Linked DNA regions of Mus musculus: region 2 is linked to region 1. The links are chromatin contacts, called in public promoter capture Hi-C maps. All regions are on one chromosome and are shown on one strand. The core of a region is the stretch at or near the end of the contact, and the rest is flanking DNA. Distances in the headings are between cores, read along the strand shown. Region 1 holds the start of Atoh8 (atonal bHLH transcription factor 8). Region 2 has its middle 20 kb from the start of St3gal5.

Region 1 (5,918 bases), core at 2,450-4,949:
TGTCCCTTCCGAGGTATGAATGGCTACTGATCTGAACCATTGTCTCCTGCTCAGTTTCTCTTACCAGGGAAGATCTTAGAGGTAGTGAGTGTGGTGCCCCACCCCCACCCCCGTCTCCCCCAGCAGAATCACAGGGGCCTCTACCTTGGCGACTAAGGGTTCCAACTGGCAGGAAGCTGATGCAGCCAGCCCCTGTAGAGCACGCCTCCATTTCCAAGGCTCTATTAGCCAAAAGAATCACAGAGCAGCTCAGACTTGCTGTTTTGTCTCTCTAGGAATACACAGAGAGAAGGACTCTACGGAAGCCTGTAACACATGGGAGCTAAGTGAAGTTACTGGGAAGGTTTGCGCAGAGAGGACACAAAGTATCCTACCCAGAGCCTTGTGCCTGGTAAACAGGCACTCTTCTACAGAACTGCGCATACTCCTTCTGTTTCTCTTTGACTTTTGTTCTTCTCTGAACTTCAGAGTCAGGAGTAAACCCTCCACCCCACCCCACCCACTCCACCTCACCCCATCCCACAGACTGACATAGCCCTTTTCTGTATCTAGGACACTGTTCCACTAAGGGCAAAACACACTCAGAGCAAAGATAAACCACAGGCTCTCAGAGAGGCTTCCTTTCCTGCTGAGCCCTATTCACTCCGTCCTATCCCCAAGACTCTCAGTTTTCCATAGCTGGGTTAGCCACCAGGGTGCAGGAAGGAAGAAAGACATCTCATCCCTAGATCCAGTGTCCTGGGGGCTATAGCGCCAGTCCCTCATCCCTGGCTAGCCGGCAGAGAGGGGCTCTCATGGGCCCAGGTTTCCTGCTCTCTCTTTCCCACCCAGCTGGCCCTATGCAGGGCTGCTGTGAGCACGATGGCAAAGGGTGATGCTCTCACTGAATTCTGTTTGCACCTGCCTAATTCTTACTCTTCCCCAGTTTCTGTAATGGGGCACAGGCACTTTGGGACAATCTGAACGGCCAGAAATAGACTCCATGTTTCAGAATGTAGAGCTTCATGCAGCAAGTATTTAAGGCCCCTCCTCATCTGGCCAAGAAGACAGAACTCACAGCTCCATCCTGAAGAGCTGACCTAGTCCTGACCAGTCCTCACGGGTTGTCCTTGCGGACCCAGGACCCATGGGGCAGGCTCTGCTCGGCAGCAGAGAGAAAACAGTAGTGCACAGCCACCATGATTCAGGCCCTTTCGGCCTGAGACTCCTGGCTGCCCAAGGAGTCCTGTCATTTGATTCTGATCTGGAAGGAACCCGGCAGACACCAGGCTGGGCTGAGGGAGACCTGTGGCTTTAGCGTCTCAGGTTAGAAGAGCAGAGACAGCCAGCAGTCAAAACAAACAGACAAACCAATGAACCAACCCAGTCTCACTGACGGTCCAGTCCCTCATCTTTGTGTGCTAACGAGCTGCTGGGCTCTCAAGAGTTAGAGGGAGCAGGATAGTTCAGACTCAGGCTTCCGACTCGGTATGGATTCAAACAGCTTTTCTCTCACTCCCTTCTGCTGGCTATTTTCTTCCACCAGAAGTTTTGGTTCTCTTGTGGGCAGAGTGGATTTGCCTCCCTGAATTGTCATAAAGATGAAAGATAAAAAATGTATGTGGTCACTCCCTATGTAGTGGTAATTCTCCGCCCCTGGCTGCCCAGCATGTCTTTCCTGTAGACTAAGTTCTAAGCATTGGCCTTCCCTTCCTTTCCCAGCTTCACTCCTGAGCCATGGTACAGCCATTCAAAGGGTATGGAACCTTCCAGCGGCACTGCTATGCTCTTCCAGCGTAACCTGAAAAAGTTGTCTCAGTTGGGGAGGTTTTACTAAATGAGTGGATTTTCTTGGAGTGTATCTGTGCCATTTCATACAAAGCAAAGATGGAGCTGCTATGAGAACTGAGAGCCTGTTTATCCCAGCACCTCCATGGCTTTGTGAAATTCTTAATGCTGTCTTTATAGGGCCACTCATGCATCCCCAAACCAGATCAGTTCCTTGACAGAGGTCAGTGGGGTTGAGTCTCCTAAGCTTTATACCACCAGGGGGCGCTGCCCAGCTGGTTTCTGTCCAGCTTCTCAAGGAAGCTAACGGGAATCGGAGAACGGGGAGTACCAGGAGAGACCTGGTTTGCATTCAGCTGGCCTCGGCCTGAAATCTGTGGCCTGGTAAGCTGAGAATGGCAGTCACAGGCATTCTTCCCATCAATTAGGCTACTTACATTTCTCTTCTGTTCCTCAGAACACCCTTCCATCCTGTGACTGCCAAGTTCAGATCCTCAAGTTGCCCAAAGGGAGACGTGGGGGTGGTGGGTGTGTCTACCCAACACAGATGTCATCCCTATCACTGCTCTCTTTCCTTCCATTCCGACAAATTACAGTGGTCTTTCCCTTCTTTTGGAAGACATTAGAAAAGGGCTGGGGTTCAGCTTTCGTGGAGCCCGTTGTTAGGAATGGCATCCACTCACGTGGAGGCATCTAACACACTAACTGCCACGGGCAACACAGCTTGTGACTCTGCCCAACTCTAGCTAAGCCCCGAGTTATAGTTTCACTACACCAGTGTGTCAAGGGTCACCATTCAAATGCCATATACGATCTCCTTTCATCCTTTTAATGACACTTGCCTCAAAGGAGACCATTGGAGGAAGGCTCGGTGAAGAGAGCAACTCTACGTGGCAGCACAGGGGAAGGTGTGTGCAGAGGGTCCCGAGAGGGCCTCCCCGTCAGCCTCTTCTTTCTAGTAGGATTTCCAGTGGAATAGGGGCCTGGGGGTCTGGAGAGTGAACTCTACCTCTGGGGCCAATTGGCATCAGGCTCTGTGCTCAATCAATTGTTATCATTCCCAGGAGGAAGGTGTGGTTGTGACCCCTATCCTGGGCATAAGGAGCCAGAGGTGCCGAGGGACAGCACGACGAATGCCAAGGTCGCTCAGTAAATGGCAACCTTGAGCTCTGGACCTAAGAATTCTGTCTGCTTGAGGAGCTGTCCTGCCCTGGCTGATAACATTAGCGCAGCTACTGATGACCTGGCACCTCCTGTGTGGCGGCTTTCACAGCCAGGCTGTGACAAGCATGGGTGTTCTCCAGATTCCTCATTTCATAGATGAGTAAATCTGGGTTTAGCAGGGCGCTTCGGGTAAGATGACTTAAGATCTTCACCGACGTTACATCTGCTAAACCAGACATTTGCATCTCTCAGTTTCCCAATGTCCGGTGTTCTGTTCCTAAGGCCTCTGCCCCAGCAAATAGGGGCAAGAAGGGAGAAGGCCTTCTTGCAGTTGGATGACAATGACCAGCCACTCTGGGGTTCTTCTCTCCCACTTATCTTTCCCTCCCAGAAGCTCTGGGATTTCTCCCTCTGTTGGACAGTTCGGGTGGGAGGTAGAAGGGAAGGTTCTGGATGGGAAAGGTCGGCGCTGCGTCACCCCCACCCCCACCCCAGGCCAACAAGGCTGGGCAATGAAGGGCCACAGCGATTAGCAGCCACGTGCTCGGGACTGTAGTGGACAGTGCGGACTGTTTTTGGAGAGAGAAGGCGCGCCCCCAACTTGGGTAGGGGGCAGAGAGGGCGAGCAGGAGGAGGCAGGTTCCGGCACAAGGCATGAGGGGTGGGGGGAGGCCGAGAGCACGCGGACAAAGGAGGCGGCCCTCAGCCCAGCTGTTTTGAAAAATGCTTCCTGTTTCTTTAAAGGCGCTCGCTGCTCGGGCGGCCTGGGCTCGGGAGGCGGCAGCGGCGGCGGCGGGAGCTGCCTCCTCTCCGGGCGGGCGGCGCTGAGTGATCTTGCGAACTGGGCTTCTGTGTAAACTGAGGCTAAACAAACACAGATGGAGCGCAGCGGGCGTTCTGCAGAAATGCTGGCAGGGCGGCAGCGACTTCAGATGACACTCTGAGCTCTCCCGGGGAACCGGCAGCCTCCAAGGCTTCACGGAGCCGGAGGCGCAGCTGCCCCGGGAGTGGGGGTGCGAGGGAGGGACCCGGGGAGGGAGGGTAGGAGGAGAGAGCGCGGCGACAAGGCGGCGCTCAGCGCGGCGGCCACCCGGCACAGCCAGGCGCGCGGCGTGCAGAGTGATCGCTGCGGGCGCGCGTCCCGGGCAGTCCCACGCCCCAGCCTCACGCCGTCCTCGCCATGAAGCACATCCCGGTCCTCGAGGACGGGCCGTGGAAGACTGTGTGCGTTAAAGAACTGAACGGCCTCAAGAAGCTCAAGCGGAAAGGCAAGGAGCCGGTGCGGCGCGCGAATGGCTATAAAACTTTCCGATTGGACTTGGAAGCTCCCGAGCTCGGCGCCACAGTCAGCACCACCGCCGCCACCAACGGGCTTCGGGACAGGACACAACCGTTCCCGATCGCGACCCCAGTACCAGCCTCAGTGGCGCCGGCGGTTCCTCCAGGTGGAGGCACAGACACAGCCAGGGAATTCCGGGGCATCAGAGCGCCTGAGGTCTCTGACGCGCGCAAACGCGGTTTCGCTCTGGGCACAGTGGGACCGGGACTACCCACGCCACCGCCGCCTCCCGCATCTCAGAGCTTGGCACCCGGGGATCCCGAGGCGCACTCCTTCCGCGAGCAGGCTCTGCGTCCCCGCATCTTGCTGTGCGCCCCTCCCGCGCGTCCCACACAATCCGCGCCTCTCGCACCCCCAGCGGCGCCACAAGAGTCCCCCGTGCGCCCTGCGCCCCCCACGCGCCCGGGGGAAAGTTCCTACTCGTCAATTTCACACGTAATTTACAATAACCACCCGGATTCTTCCGCGTCGCCTAGGAAACGGCCAGGCGAAGCGACCGCCGCCTCAACGGAGATCAAAGCCCTGCAGCAGACCCGGAGGCTTCTGGCCAACGCCAGGGAGCGGACGCGGGTGCACACCATCAGCGCAGCCTTCGAGGCGCTGAGGAAGCAGGTACTCACTAACCGCCGCGGGGTTAGAGTGGCAGAAGTGGGTGGGTGGGTGGTCCCAGGGTCGGAGTTAGGATAAAAGGAATCCCACAAAGCAGGCAGATTAGAGTTATCATTGTTGCAACTTTTTAGTTTGTAAAGTGGGCGAAATCTAGGGATCTCTGGCCTAGACACGCCCCTGTTCCCCAGGAGTAACCGCGTCTGACCTCAGGTCTTGTAGTTGACTTGTGCAGCGAGTATTTGTCTTCTGGTCCCTTGGGCTTGGTGGGGAGTACGGGGGGGGGGGGGGGATGTGGGAATCTTCCCCTGGCAGGGGAAGGGAACAGAGCACGACCTTTCCGCTCTGTGCACTTGGCATGCTTGGGGTCTCGGCCCCCTGTTGGTGTCACCGAGGCACACAGCATCACAGAGGTGCGCTCCTGGGGGCCCTGGAATGTAAAGGGCGACCCAGGAGGCGGGGGTGGGGAGGTGGGGGTGGGGGGTGGGTAGGGGTAGGGGGTGGGGCTTGTCAGCGCCTCTCAGCTCCTGTTTCCATGGTCACTTCAGCTTGCTTCTAGGATCTCTGCTTTACCTAGTTCCCGGAGTCCGTTATGACCGGGCTACAAGGCTGTGTTTCTTTCAAACACAGCTTCAGGAACTTTCCCAGGAGATCCTGCCCACCGCTGCCCTTCCTCTTCACACCAGTCACCTCCTGGGGGGCCAGGAGACTGCTGGGGATTCTCTCAGGGGTCGGGGTGGAGCCAACAGAGCCGAGCTCTGGATAAGCCAGGGGGCTCCTCTTTAGTTACTGGGGGCAGACTGCCCTCACCTGACAGCATCTATTGGGAAAACTAAGGAACATTTGACTAGAGAATTACCATGGCAGAGGGGGCAGCTGACAGTTCCACTTAAGATAAGCTTAGTTCTTCCCCAGAACTCTCTGGTTTCTCACTTTCTTAGAGAGGAGTAAGATCTGCAAAGGGTGTGGGATGGGCCCTCTCATTCAGGTCACATAAGAGGTTGGAATGGGTGGTGGATGTTACTTCTTTAATGGATGAAAC
Region 2 (5,918 bases), core at 1,384-3,883, 160 kb after region 1:
AGGCAATCCTCTGCTAAATATCCAGCTGGAGCCATGGATTTCCCCCCACCCCACCCCCAACCCTCTATGTGCACTCTTTGGTTGGTTGTTTAGTCCCTGGGATCTTTGGGGGGGAGGTCTGGTTGGTTGATATTGTTTTTCTTCCAATGGGATTGCAGTCACTTTCAGCTCCTTCAGTCCTTGCCCTAACTCCTCCATTGGGGACACCATGTCAGTCCAATGTTTGGCTGTGAGCATCCATGTCTGTATTGGTCAGGCTCTGGCAGAGCCTCTCAGGGGACAGCCATACCAGACTCCTGTTGTAAGACCCCCGAAGCTGGGCCTCTGCTCAAGTCCTGGGATGAGCTGGCCAGCACCCCAATGACTCGAGAGAAAACCACACCTGATGCAAACTGCAAGAGGTTTTATTATCAGTTAGCTGAGGAACTCCTCCCAGTATGCAGGGCAGGGGAGTTCGACCCCAGCGGTAACAGTAGGGGGCTTTTAAAGGAAAAGTGAGGAATTGGGAGGAGTTGGGAGGAGAGCTGGCTACAGCTCCTTTCTGGCAAGGGGAGGGGTGAGCTGTAGCTCCTCTTCAGTGTCTATCTCCGTGTCCTTGTAGGTCTTCCTACAATTATCGCATCTCTGGCTGTACAGCACAAAAACAAAAAAGCTTTTTGCTGGCTATAGAGAACAAAGAGCCTCTTTCTGGCTGTATTTTTAAAAATCAGGGAAAACAAGCTTAGGGAACATCCAGGGGCTTTACCTTCCAGGGAGAAACACTCTAAGTCGGGGGCCCCTACTGTCACCAAGTGCTTCTTGGCATCAGCAGTAGTGTCTGGGTTTGGTGTCTACAGATGGGATGGATCCCTAGATGGGGAAGTCTCTGAATGGCCTTTCCTTCAGTCTCTGTTCTACTCCTTGTCCCTGCATTTCCTTTAGACAGGAGCAATTCTGGATTGATATTTTTGAGGTGGATGGGTGGCCCCATTCCTCAACCGGGGGCCATGCCTCTCCACTGGATATGGTCTCTACATGTTCTCTCTCCCCTTTGTTGGGCATTTCAACTAATGTCCTCCCTGTTGGGTCCTGGGAACCTCTTGGGTACCTGGCATATGGAACTTTCTAGTGGCCACCCCCAGTTCCCCTTCCCCTCTGCTACACACCTCCTTTCAAATTCCTGGCCCTCTGTACTTCTCCCCCATCTCCTCCCATATCTGAACCAGTCATTTTTTTAAAGCTAAAAACAAAATAAGAATCAGGTATAAAATTGTAAGCTTTTAAAGTTAGGATAGATGGTAGTCTGCTTTATCTAAATTGACAGATATGATGGACTAGGTGTTAAGTGTATATCATACTTTATAATTTACATAGTTGTAATGGTTATGCTCAATTTATTTCTGAAAGAAAAGAGCCTTCTAATTGGACAGAAGGGAGAAATGTTGTGGGTTGCCCGGTGATGTTTGTATTCTGATGTTAATTCTGCTTCCTCAGGAGGGTCTGCCCCGTTGAGGAGTGGATCATGTACTCATGTGATTTCATGTGACCCTTCTCCCCATTTTAACTGGTCAAACAAAGGCTAGAGTCTGCGATTGGGCAGTGGAAGGGACTGGAGGTTCAAGAGAGTTGGGGAAGAGTAGAGAACAAGAGAGGAGAAGGACTGAGGAAAAAGAGGTGGAAGGAAGATGGAGCAGAACCACAAGGCCTGAGGAAGCCACAAGTAGCAAGGGATCTCATAGCTGGGGAATAGATTAGTGTAGTGGTAGATCTGTCAATCTAGGTTGTAGCTTATAAATATTATAACTGAGTTGTGTGGTTTTGCATGGGTTTATTGGAGTTGGAGATTTACTACAACATATGTGTGTGATGTGTATGCATGTATGTGTGTGTGTGTTTGCATGTGTATGGGCACAGGTGCCTGGCATAGTGTGGTCATTGAGATAGAACTGGTTTCTTAACTGAACCTGGAGCTCTCCAAAACAGACTTGCTGCCCAGCTTGCTCTGGGGGATCTGTGTCTAGCTTCAGAGTGCTGGAATTACAGGCAGGCTGGGCTGCCAAGTCCACCCAGCATTTATGTGGGTGCTAAGGCTCTCATGTGTATATGGCAAGTGGTATATACAGTGGACCATCTCTCCAGCCCCTGCACTGCATATTCACGTTCCTCTTCCAAATGCCCAAGTCATTTGCAGATGTCATTCTCAATCAGGATGCAGTCTGACCCTATCTTAGAGGAAGTCCCCTGCAACAGCATCTCTAGGTTTCTGCTCAGTCTCCCCAGAGAGAGAGAGAGACGGTCTTCTAAGCTCCTGCTTGGAAAGCAAGGATCGGGCTTCCAGCACGTTGCCACCCCCAGCACTGAAAGGGCTAGAAGTTGCTGAGTATAGTAATCAATATTTCTCTTCGATCTCTCTCTGCAACTTAGATTCCATTGTCTTCCGGTCCAAGCCCACACTCGAAGAGTAGAGTTCTGACTTCTGTTGAATTGAGACAAGGCAGTATCCAAGGGAAGGAAATGCACCAGAGAGCACAAGTCCAGCTGGTCCTCCATGGATGGCCCACCAAGTGTTCAAAGTAACCTCTACACACTTAACCTCTCATCTAGACCTCTTCCCAGTCGTCTCCACGTTAACTACCCATCTGTTGCCTGCCACGTTCCAAAGTCCTTGGGGCTCTCTCTTCTATCTCTCTGTGTTTGTGCACGTAGGCATGCATGTGGTAACCAAAGAACAAATTCCAATGTTGATCCTCAGGCACCACCAGTCTCGTTGGTTGGTTTTATTGTTTTGTTTCTTGTTTGGAAGCTGGAGTTTTTGTTGTGTCTTTCACTGGCCTGGAAGTCACCAAGCAGGCTAGCTGGCTGACCAGCAAGCTTCAGGGATCCTTCTGTTTCTCTACCTTGCCAGAGCTGAGACTATGAGTAGGTGGTACCACACCTGTCTTGCACACATGTCTTGCGTGCATTGTGGGGATTAAACTCAGGTCCTCATACTTGAAAGGCGAATACTTTACTGACTGACCATCTGGTCAGCCCCTCTTCTACCTCTGAAGAGCCTGTGGCTTGGGGTTTGGCTTGTGTTCTTTGCTCAGTCATGTGTCTCCTCCTTTGCTTTCTTTCTTGGTTCCAGAATGCTACTGCTATCATTGTCTTCTCTCGTAAGATCTTCCCACAAAGCATCTCTTTAAGACCTTGTACATGGGGGAGTGAGTGGAGGTTTAAAGGCAGGGTTGCCATCCATTTGTGCTGCCTCAGCTTACTCTCATGCCTGTCTTTTGCCCGAGGCCATGCCGAGAGCTTGGTCGGTCTTATGTGGAATGACACGTCAGTGAGTTTTGATGAAAGCTCAGCCTCACCCAAACTGGTTCTTGCAGCAAGAAATATTTAGTGACAGAGATCAGGACAAATGGACAGCCTAAACATTGGGAATCTGGGTAGCCTAGTGTAGGCTCTCTAACTTCTATATCTTAACCACTAGCATCCTAACCATCAGCATCCTGAGATTCATTCCATCAGCATCCTAACCATTAGCATCCTAACCATTAGCATCCTTTTGCTGTTTATATGTGGCATCAATCCTGCCATTTTTGATGCTAAGGATGAGTTGGTTTTAAGCCATTTTTGTTCACCATGGTAATTAGGCTCTGCTATGATCCACTTATGTCTCTCCCTTGGATTCTCATGTGCAGTGTTTGCCTCAACCCCTCATACTCATGGGTCTGAAGAATGGTAAATACGTAGAGGAGGAGGAGGACGAGGAGGAAGGGTATGGTGATTAATCTTCACTATCAATGTGACTGGTTTAGAATGCTGAGGAGACACACCTTTGGGTGTGGGGAACATGAAGGTTAGGAATCAACATTGAGTAAAGCTGGAGAAGAGGGGAAATGAGCTGAGCATGGCCCTCCTGGCTCTCTGCTTCCAGACTGGACCCAACATGATCATCTGTATCAGGCTACCTTGCCTTTCCCACCATGCCAGACTGGACCCTCTCAACATATCAGCTAAGATGAACTCCTCCTTTCTTAATGTTGGTTTTTGTCATAGCAATGAGTAAAGTAGCTGGTATAGTTGAGAAGGTTATGAGGGAGGCCATGGCCTTCCTTGGTGGCCAACTTTTCTCCTCTAATCTCCCACAGAAAGGAGCCCAGCCAAAAGAAAACTCAGCACAAGTGAAGCGAGCTACCCCTTCCTTTCCCTCCTCCCCTGCTGCCTCGTCCTATCCAGAAAAAGGGAGCTGACATCAGCACACATTTCGGAAGGACATCCCACGGAAACAGAGGTCCTTTACTCCATGGCAACGCATTAGAGCATCTTTATAAATACACACTTTACTATGTTACTAGAATGTTGACGGACAGTGCGTTTCACTGTGCCAGTGAAGAACATCTGCTAAAAATAAAGTCTGTGAAGATCGTTTTGCCTCGTACAATTCTGAGAAAGAGTTTCCACTAACAGAGTCCAGCCCCATTCCTTCCAAAAACTGACTCTGGTTGTCCTTTGTGGACCACAAGGATATAACCACATGGGTAGGACCAAAGGCAAAACAACAGAGTTTGTGGGGGTGAGTATTCCTCCTCCCACACTGAATTATGCTGTGGTGAATGTCAGCAAATGAGGTGGAATGTCAGCATCTGAAGACAAACTGATGCTGACATCAGCCCCTCTGTGCCCATAAATACAGGAGTGTTCTGCTACTTGCTATTAATCAGTAGGATGCTGGCCAGGGTCTTGACGACCTTTGTCATTAGAATGGAAGACTGAATGGTCTGTAACTTCTTACTTTTTGCTGTTCTGTGTTAAAATACTCCCAACGAGATCACACTAAGGGAGGAAGGGTTTATTTTGAGTCACATGTTACAGTCTGCATTAGTGGGGGAGTTTGGGCAGCAGCTGGTCACTTTGCAGATCAAAGGAAGCAGAGGGAGGGTAAAGATCAATCTATCCCTTTCACACAGCCCAGGATCTCAGCCTAGAGACTGGTCCCACAGTGGGTCAGTCTTCTTATCTCAATTAACGAGATCAAGATAATCTTCCAAAGGCATTCCCAGGTGCTTATCTCCTAGGTAATTCTAGGTCTCTGGCAAGTTGACAGTTGAGATTGAACAGCATGCATAGGGTCTATGAGTTAGAAAGGCCTGGTGATCAATAGGACTCTACAGTTGGCTGAATGGTGTGCTCTTGCTGGCCTCAAACTCACTATATATTTAAGGTTGCCCTTGAACTTCTGATCTTCCTGCCTTCACCTCCTGAGAGCTGAGATTCCAACCATGCACCATCAGGATTGGTTCATATGGCTGGGGGGGGGTGTATGTGTGTGTGTAGAATCCTGGGTTTTTTCCTGCATGTCAGGCAAGCACTGTATAAACTGACCTACATTCCCAGCCCTGGATTCATTTTTCAACACCCTGTAGTTTTACCTTGCACTTGGCTCCATGAATTTCTCTAGGTAGCCATACTGATCCAGGGATGGGGCAAGCCAGAATGGTAGGAGGACTCTCTGAGGGATCGAGCAGCGAGGGTTGAACAACCACCATAAAGCATTCTAATCTCCAAATGACTGGCAGCAACTAGAATATGCCATCTAGATCTCTGTCCTACGTGTGGGTGGCTTGATGTGAGGGTCCAAGAAAGAGCCCAACATTGACTGAGACAATCCTTTGGAGAAAGGACTCCTGGGCTTGGAGAGCGAGGGTCAGGGGGATGATCTGAGCCGTGTTGGTTGTGATACTTGGATACCTCCGTCTCTGCCTGTGCCCCACTTCATTAGTCTAGATTTTGAAGAGGAGGAAACAGAGACATGCTTTCTCTGTGGCAGGCGTGAAGCACAGCATCCCTTCTATTAGGACCAGAGGGAAAATTGGGTAGGTTCTACACATTCTAACACATACGCCTTCGTTTATAGACAGTCTGACTGTCTTCATTACTCTGAACTATGATTT

Evidence for each region. Promoter capture Hi-C pulls out the DNA fragments that hold promoters and counts their contacts.
Region 2: a promoter capture Hi-C map of liver shows a contact between it and region 1, with 2.0 times the contacts expected there. The contact joins the enhancer-like site here to the promoter of Atoh8 in region 1. A contact is called at or near these places in 5 of 39 promoter capture datasets (embryonic stem cells, hematopoietic stem and progenitor cells, liver and 1 more), 1 of 484 Hi-C or Micro-C datasets (liver), 3 of 115 datasets of contacts at active chromatin or transcription factors (embryonic stem cells and pancreatic cancer cells) and 2 of 9 other capture datasets (adipose tissue and liver).

The regions. Positions count from the first base shown.
Region 1 is chr6:72,233,358-72,239,275 of GRCm38.p6, reverse strand. Atoh8 (atonal bHLH transcription factor 8) reads left to right here and starts at 3,699. Exons shown (of 3, transcript NM_153778.3): 1 at 3,699-4,882. The coding sequence starts at 4,112.
Region 2 is chr6:72,075,111-72,081,028 of GRCm38.p6, reverse strand. No RefSeq gene overlaps it. Among named protein-coding and RNA genes, the nearest start is that of St3gal5, 20 kb to the left of the region's middle. Within about 2 kb of position 2,633, at least 6 of the 459 cell types and tissues checked have an H3K27ac peak or open chromatin away from gene starts, as enhancers often do. A contact at or near this core is called in liver, where this site is marked.